Regions from separate parts of the Danio rerio genome. Here region 2 is linked to region 1. A link is a contact called in public Micro-C data. All regions are on one chromosome and are shown on one strand. Each heading gives the region's core, a stretch centred on a gene start, on an enhancer-like site or on the middle of the called end of the contact. The rest is flanking DNA. Distances are from core to core; before and after follow the strand shown. Region 1 holds the start of hdlbpb (high density lipoprotein binding protein b). Region 2 holds the start of ormdl3 (ORMDL sphingolipid biosynthesis regulator 3).

Region 1 (3,942 bases), core at 835-3,334:
TACATACACAGTGTAAAAAAAAACACACAAACACACACACACACACACAGCAGGGCCCTCTGAGGTTGACCAGGCAGGGGCCTGAGTCTCAGTAGTCAATCCTGAGGGAGTCAATAGCTAGATGCGGTGCTAAGGATAGTCTCTTTTTCATTCTCAGGTGACCAGGTGTCTAATTGGTGTGTGGGTGTTTGTGCTTTACAGGAGTGATGGCAAAAATACACACAGAGAGACAATTTACACATGGGATCGATCAATACATTTTACACATATCCAGCCGAAAGTCATTCAGAGGACAAAACACCCATGTAGGAGAATAGATGATAAAATACAGGCATGAGCTATTAGACATTTGACAGTAATTATTAGGGCTGCACAATATATCATTTCAGCATCGATAATGCAATGTGCGCATCCGCAATAGTCACATCACAAGATATGCAATGGTGAGTCTGAATTTTAGTTGACCAGAAGTCCCTGCCACTGACTTCATTTGCATGCATTTTTTAAGAGTCTGAAACGTTTGGGCACAAAAAATTTGGATGATTTGAGGTGTGAAGTTTAATCATATTTAATTATTTATACAGTTTTTTTAACTTCGAATTTTTATTCGAATGTTTCTAGTTGAAGAAACTAGAAATATCTACTTTTTTAAAGCAAAAATTTGATTATTTTACTTCCCCCATTGGCAGAAAAACTTGCTTGTTTTAAGGAAAACCATTTAATTTTGACTTAAGTTGAAAACAAAACAATATTTTACTTGATTTAAGAATGTTTGGACAAGAAATGAGACAAAGCAAAGTAAAAAAAGCTTTTTTGTATTGTGATTATTACATTTCTGTACCTGAATAGAGTTAACTTGCATAAAAATGGCAAATAGAGCTATTCTTGTGAAACTGACTTTATATCGTAATATTTATCAAAGAAAATCAAAATTTTACAATAGCATGCAGCCCTAGTCATTTTTATCTAATATTGTGCTTATCTTATTGCTGACTGTTATTCTGCACTATTATGCAACAATAATAAGTCTGTAAGAGGGATAAAACATTATATTTGATTATCTTAATCTGCTCTTGACATTAACAGTTCAGTTTTAACTTGTTAAAATGCTCAGTTTTGATATTAGCAACTACTTTTCCACTACTAAATGCTAATTCTTTACATCACAAATTAAAATTCACCAAGTAAATAATGTATTCTCGATATCTTGAACTTTATTGTCACTATTTGTAACCAGATACACAGCCATTGAAATTCATTTTATGATAATAATTATTTATTTTCATTTTCACGAATTAGATTTGTACTATTTAATTGATTCTAGGCATCAAGAATTTGACTTTGGAGCTTCAAATTTAAAAAAAATCTTTTCTTACTAATAAAAATGTAATTATATAATATAAAAATTGTTATTGTTACTAATAGAAAACTAATTAATGATATCTAGATGTGCTAAAATGAAGTATTGACATATTGTGAATGAATGAATAAAAACAGTTTGCCACACATCAATGGTAAATGTTTCCACAAACTGCCTGCTAAATATGCTCAACATAATCAAATGTAGTGCTCACCTGCCTGTTAGCAGATTGTATAAAGGCTATATTTAACGTGCATCATGCATGATTTAAATCATCTGAATGCAGAGCAGCAGATCAGTGTAAACAAATACAGGAGCAGGCTAACAAAACTACCTGCCATTTAATAGCGCAAATGTCATTTAAAACAGCTGTTAAAACCTTCAATATTTAAGTACATTAGATATGCATCCTCGGTCAATTGTAAATGCTAGTTGTAAACGTTCAGGATAACGGAATAAATATTTAGAATATCTTAGTTTAGCTCTCGAGCTAATCTGCTACATGTAACATATCGTTAGCAGCAGAGCTACTGTCTATCTCTGTTTTAAATACAATAATCGGACTGCAGGAAACGCAGATCTGTTCTTTCGGTTCACAAAATGATGCGATAAGTAGCACGTCAACGAAACAATAACAACTGATCACCTTATCAGAAGGAAAAGCCTTGCCGCTGGTCTGCTGATAGTAAACACTGCTGCTGGGAGTCGAATCCCGAACTGAGTCGGATCTTTGATTCATGAATTATTGTTATGATATGCAGCATTGCAGCTCTCAATATTATCTTAGATATTATCTGTACTGTGCCAGTAAATGATGCATGTTTTAGTAAAGTGTTCATTGATATTTTATTCTATAAACAACTGATATTGTGTCTAAAATAAAAATAAATATAGAGCATTTATTCACAGAAAACATCAATTTTGCAATATAAAATATCCCATTTTCAGTATGTGTGTGTATCTGTGTATATGGTTTCCCTTTCTGCAAACAATTGCTCTAAATGATACTTTGCAAGGTATCAATCCGTATAATCCAATTATATATTTATGTCATTCAATTATTATATTTATTCTAAGAAATACAATGTTGAAAATAAATGTGAAATTAGCCTATACATCTCTTTATGAAAATATTTTTTCCACATTTCCACATTATTCAAGAAAAAAATTAAACTGTTAAGGGGTTGTGAAACAAACAAATAAATACAATTATTTAAAATAAAAGGGTATTTGGGCATTTAATATTTTCAGTTTGCATGAATTCTTTAAACAAAATTGGATTTTCAGTTAATGGCAAAAGGTTTTTAACTTCTGCACATCTTCTGGATAAAAATTGTGGAAACATTTTGTGTTTCCTAAAACCTCAATTATATTTCAAAAGCAAAAACCTTTAATGCTACAGTTTTGAATTATAACACAAATTATAATTTGTTAGGATAAATTGGAGATCGTCTGTGTGTTCCCTCAGTAAGCAGGAGTGCTCCAGGAAGACAACAACAACTGAGATGTGTATCATACAGTTTATTGCTCTCTTCTAAAGAAGACTGGGGCATTCCCAGTCTTTATACATCATATTCAAGGTTACATGGGCTGTGAATACATGCAAATATTCAGTTCAGTTCAGTTCCACCTGGTCTTTCTCCAACCAACCACACACAAGCAAAACAATTACACTCCATACACAAAATGTCAAAGCGCCCTAGTACAGGAACAACTTACAATAAGATAAAAACAGTTAGGAAAAACAACAGGATATGTGAAGAGTGAGTACAGGCATATTTCTTTCATAATTATAAGTTATCTCTAAAACAGGGGTGCCCACACTATTTTTGTATAAAGGACCAAAATATAAATATTTTTAAGAGCCATGGGCCGAAGAAGTTGTAATATATATAGATCCAGTAATTTCCTTATTTATTTTCTAATATTTCAAAATAAATAGAAAACATCACTTTAAATCATATTAACTCGCGCACTACTATTTAATTACACCTTATTGCAATAAAACTTAAACAATCTCCTTTATTACAGAGTGGAGTTCAATGCTGAATACACCAGTCAAGCAAAATCTGCCTTTGACATGATTTGCTCACCAAAGTCTCTGGATTGTCAGGTGACAGTATGTACATTTAAACAAAATCTGATATATTTACACCATTTAATTGAAACATTTCAAATAGCTTTCCCGACAAAACAAACAAACAAACAAACAAACAAACAAACAAACAAACAAAGGGTTGCACTAAATTTGAATGGACAATATAGAAGTCATCCCCATCATTCTCATCACTCTTCTCACTCAGATGAGATGGTGGGCCAAATCAAATCAAAGGTTACCATGGGCCAACTTTGGCCTGTGGGCCCAAGTTTGAGCATCTCTGGTCTGATTTATATCTGTATTTACATACGTATTATTTTTGACCACATCTGCCTCCTGAACCATACATTCATCTTTAGTTTTATTTAAATAATTAAGCCTAATTATCACCTTTTTGTGTGTTTACTTTACTAAATTAACATTTGCATGAAACATGATCTATTGTTTTATTTGTGATTTCTGTAATATTTTTTTTTTGGTCCGT
Region 2 (3,831 bases), core at 851-3,350, 170 kb after region 1:
AACCGGTCCCTGGATGGGAGAACCACATGGGAAACTAGGTTGCTGTTGGAAGTGGTGTTAGTGAGGCCAACAGGGGGCGCTCAACCTGTGGTCTGTGTGAGTCCTAATGCCATAGTAAAAGTGAAAGGGACACTACACAGTCAGTGGGTGCCGTCTTTCGGATGAGACGTTCAACCAAGGTCCTGACTCTCTGTGGTCACTAAAAATCCCATGGCACTTCTCGTAAAAAGCTAAGCAGGGTTGTAACCCCAGTGTCCTGGTCAAAGTCCCTCAATCGGTCCTTACGATCAAGGCCTCCCAATCATCCCCATCCACCAAACTGGCTCTATCACTGTCTCTCCACTCCACCAATAGCTGGTGTGTGGTGAGCACACTGGCACTGTTGTCCTGTGGCTGCCATTGCATCATCCACGAAGATACTGCACTCTGGTGGTGGTGTGGAAAGACCCCCCTCATGATTGTGAAGCGCATTGGGTGTTTGGCCATACAAAATAAGTGCGCTATAAATACACATTACATTATACTTTGGAAATATTTCAAAAAGAATAAAAATTATTTATATTGATTGATTTTAAACATAACCACATATGCACATATTTGCACATTTATACATTTTATACATAATTTATTATGCATATATAATAGCATTATGCATAGATGCAGAGTTTTCTTTAAATTGTCAGTAATTCATTTTTGTAGTCAATTTTGAATTTAGAGTAATAATGAACAAAATTCATTCATTCATCCATTTTCCTTCAGCTTAGTCTCTTTATTCATCAAAAGTCCCCACAGCAGAATGAACTGCAAACTTATCCAGCATATATTTTACACAGCACATGCCCTTCCAGCTGCAACCCAGTACTAGGAAATACCCATACACACTTACAAGCACACACATACACTACGGACGATTTAGCCTACCCAACTCACCTATAGCGCATGTCTTTGGACTGTAAGGGAAACCGGAGCACCTAGAGGAAATCCACGTCAACACGGGGAAAACATGCAAACTCCACTCCATACAGAAACGCCAACTGACCCTGCTGTGACTCTTGCTGTGAGGCAACAGTGCTAACCACTCAGTAGGCTCGGGTCAGTATAAGATTCTGACAGTATATGGTAACCTTGGATAAAATTATCACGGTTTTATGATACTGATATATATATATATATTGTAACAAACAAAACTTTTTTTCCTCTTTGAACAGTATATTTTATTTTGAGAAACTTTAAGAATATTTTGGGACAGTACTTTTCCAAGTCACTTCCAAAAAGAAGAAATCTTAGGAAGAACAAACAAAACAAAAGCAAACAACGAAATTGTGTCAGAGGACGATTAAATGCCCACATTATTACAATTTTCAGACCACACTGGGGAGAAAGCTGTTCAGCATGACATATTTTAGTTATATTTTAGTATTTTAGAGCTTTTCACTCTATTGAACTGACTTTTTTAAATTCTCAAAAGTCTTTGATAATAAAATATAGGTTATGCTATTAATGACAGTTTTCTTCTTTTTCTGTGTAACACAAATAGAGAAAGTGAGAAGAATGTTAAGGACTTTGCATTAGTCACCTTTCGGTGGCATTACATTTGCTCTCATGAAATTAAAGTGAATGGTGACTGTGAATATTAATCACTAATATTCTGCTAAGCTTCTCTTTTTTGGTTCCACAGAAGAAAATAAGTCATACAGTTTTAACCACACAAGGGAGAGTATCTAAATGATGACTGAATTGTGATTATTCATTTTAAGATGAACAACTCCTTTAATGCAATGAATGCATTGTGTTGTATCCAGTGTTCTTGTGAAATTGTCACCGTTGACTTTCTTACTACAAAACAATCATGGCTAATTCGTTATGTGCAATATTTCGTTTAAATAAACTACCATACCCATAAATCTCAGTATTTTTGCATAATTGCCTAATCTCTCCTCACTAGCACTTTCTGTGACGTGAAGGGGGGGGCGTGCGACTTTTCAGCAAATTATCAACGCATCGACCGCTGATTGGCCTACACCCTCCACGTGACCCACACCGTCCAATCAGCGGATACCCCGATGAATACATTTCCATCCTTCTAAAGGTGAGTTCTGAAAAATGATGACGTGAAACGATGAAGTCTTGCTGTGTTGTCACCATCTGTTTGCACGGGAACAAAGTGCTTGAAAGCAAACATCATGAAATAAACAGACGTGTCAAGTGTCGTGGGCGCAAAACCGCAAGGCTACACTGCATAAAGGCTCCAGAGCGGACGATATCCTGATAACGTTTACGAAATTACAACGGGGGCGAGAACTAAGGTTATAATTTCCTTCCTAAGGAGTTATTGTCAACTTTCTGTCTGGTTAGTGAAGACTCTTGCGCAATTTTGAACAGTAAGTGACTCGTTCTTAGCCCCACTCATCATTTAAATAACATCAAATAACATCAATGCTTGACACTTTCAGAAGTTGCGTTGTGTTTCTCTAGTTTGCATGCTGATGGTGATTTGTGGCATTTTTGTTGTATGACTTGTTACAGTCAGTGCTTGTAAACGTCAGTGAAGTAAATGTGATTTTCACGTGTTTATTTTGTGTTTGACAGTAAGTGCGCAATAGTAGTGAGTAAGGATGAACGTGGGCACGGCGCATAGCGAAGTAAACCCGAACACACGCGTGATGAACAGCAGGGGGATTTGGCTCTCCTATGTGCTGGGCATCGGTCTGCTACACATCATATTGCTCAGCATACCCTTCGTCAGTGTGCCTGTGGTCTGGACACTCACCAACCTCATTCACAACATGGTAAGAAATGTCGAGAACAAGCATTATGATCATGTTACGTAGACTGCTATTGATGTTTATTATTGTTTGGGTCACTGGTTGTTCTGCTAAGTGGTGATCAAAGTAGTTTCACAATTGTTTGTCATAAAAAAGTCATAAAAGTGTTTCTCAATAGCATACAGACAAACACACAATGAAAAATTAACAACAGGAATGTTTCCAAAAATAAAAATTTTCTCTTCATTTACTCACTGTTTACTTGTTAATGACTTTATTCTGTTAAATATGAGGGAAGATATTTTAAAGAAAGCTTAAGTGGTAAGCATTGAGTTCTGTAGTATTTGTTTTTACTACTATGATTGTCAGTGGTTATCGTTTTTTAGCTTTCTTTGAAATATCTTGTAGCTCAATCGACTCACAGCAAGAAGGTCGCTGGTTCAGGCCTCGGCTGGGTCAGTTTGCACTTGTGTGTGAAGTTTGCATGTTCTCCCTGAGTTGGCGTGGGTTTTCTCCGGGTGCTCCGGTTCTCCCACAAGATCAAAAATGTGGTTTAAGGTGATTGGGTAAGCTAAATTGTCCATAGTGTATGTGTGTGAATGAGTGTATGAATGTTTCTCAGTGATGGACTGCAGCTGGAAGGGCATCTGTTGTGTAAAACAAACATATATGCTGGATAAGTTGGCGGTTCATTCCGTTGTGGCGACCCCAGATTAATAAAAGGACTAAGCAGAAAAAAATGAATGAATGAAATATCTTATGTGTGTGTGTGTGTTTAACAGAATAAAGGAACTCTTAAAAGTTTGGAACCACTTGGGGGTGAGTAAATGGTGAGTAAATTTTCAGTTTTGGGATGAACTGTCCCTTTAATTTATAGAACCTCAAGCCAACAAACATGTATGAGACTTTGTTCTGTTGCAGAACATTAAGAATATGTTTTTAATTGAAACCATGGTTTTAATGATCTGCAAAATGCATGTAAATAGCTACTGGGACTAGTAGAGAGTCAGAAACACATACAGATGAGCCAAAATTGCTGTGGCTCCTGATGAGGCTTTAAAAGGAT

Evidence for each region. A called contact is a pair of places that touch in the nucleus more often than the background predicts.
Region 2: a contact with region 1 is called in a Micro-C map of caudal fin, with 3 times the contacts expected there. The contact joins the promoter of ormdl3 here to the promoter of hdlbpb in region 1. A contact is called at or near these places in 1 of 18 Hi-C or Micro-C datasets (caudal fin) and 1 of 4 datasets of contacts at active chromatin or transcription factors (embryo).

The regions. Positions count from the first base shown.
Region 1 is chr12:24,143,759-24,147,700 of GRCz12tu, reverse strand. It overlaps hdlbpb (high density lipoprotein binding protein b), which reads right to left and starts at 2,084. Exons shown (of 28, transcript XM_021480308.2): 1 at 2,007-2,084.
Region 2 is chr12:23,975,141-23,978,971 of GRCz12tu, reverse strand. ormdl3 (ORMDL sphingolipid biosynthesis regulator 3) reads left to right here and starts at 2,100. Exons shown (of 4, transcript NM_001006087.1): 1 at 2,100-2,381; 2 at 2,590-2,789. The coding sequence starts at 2,616.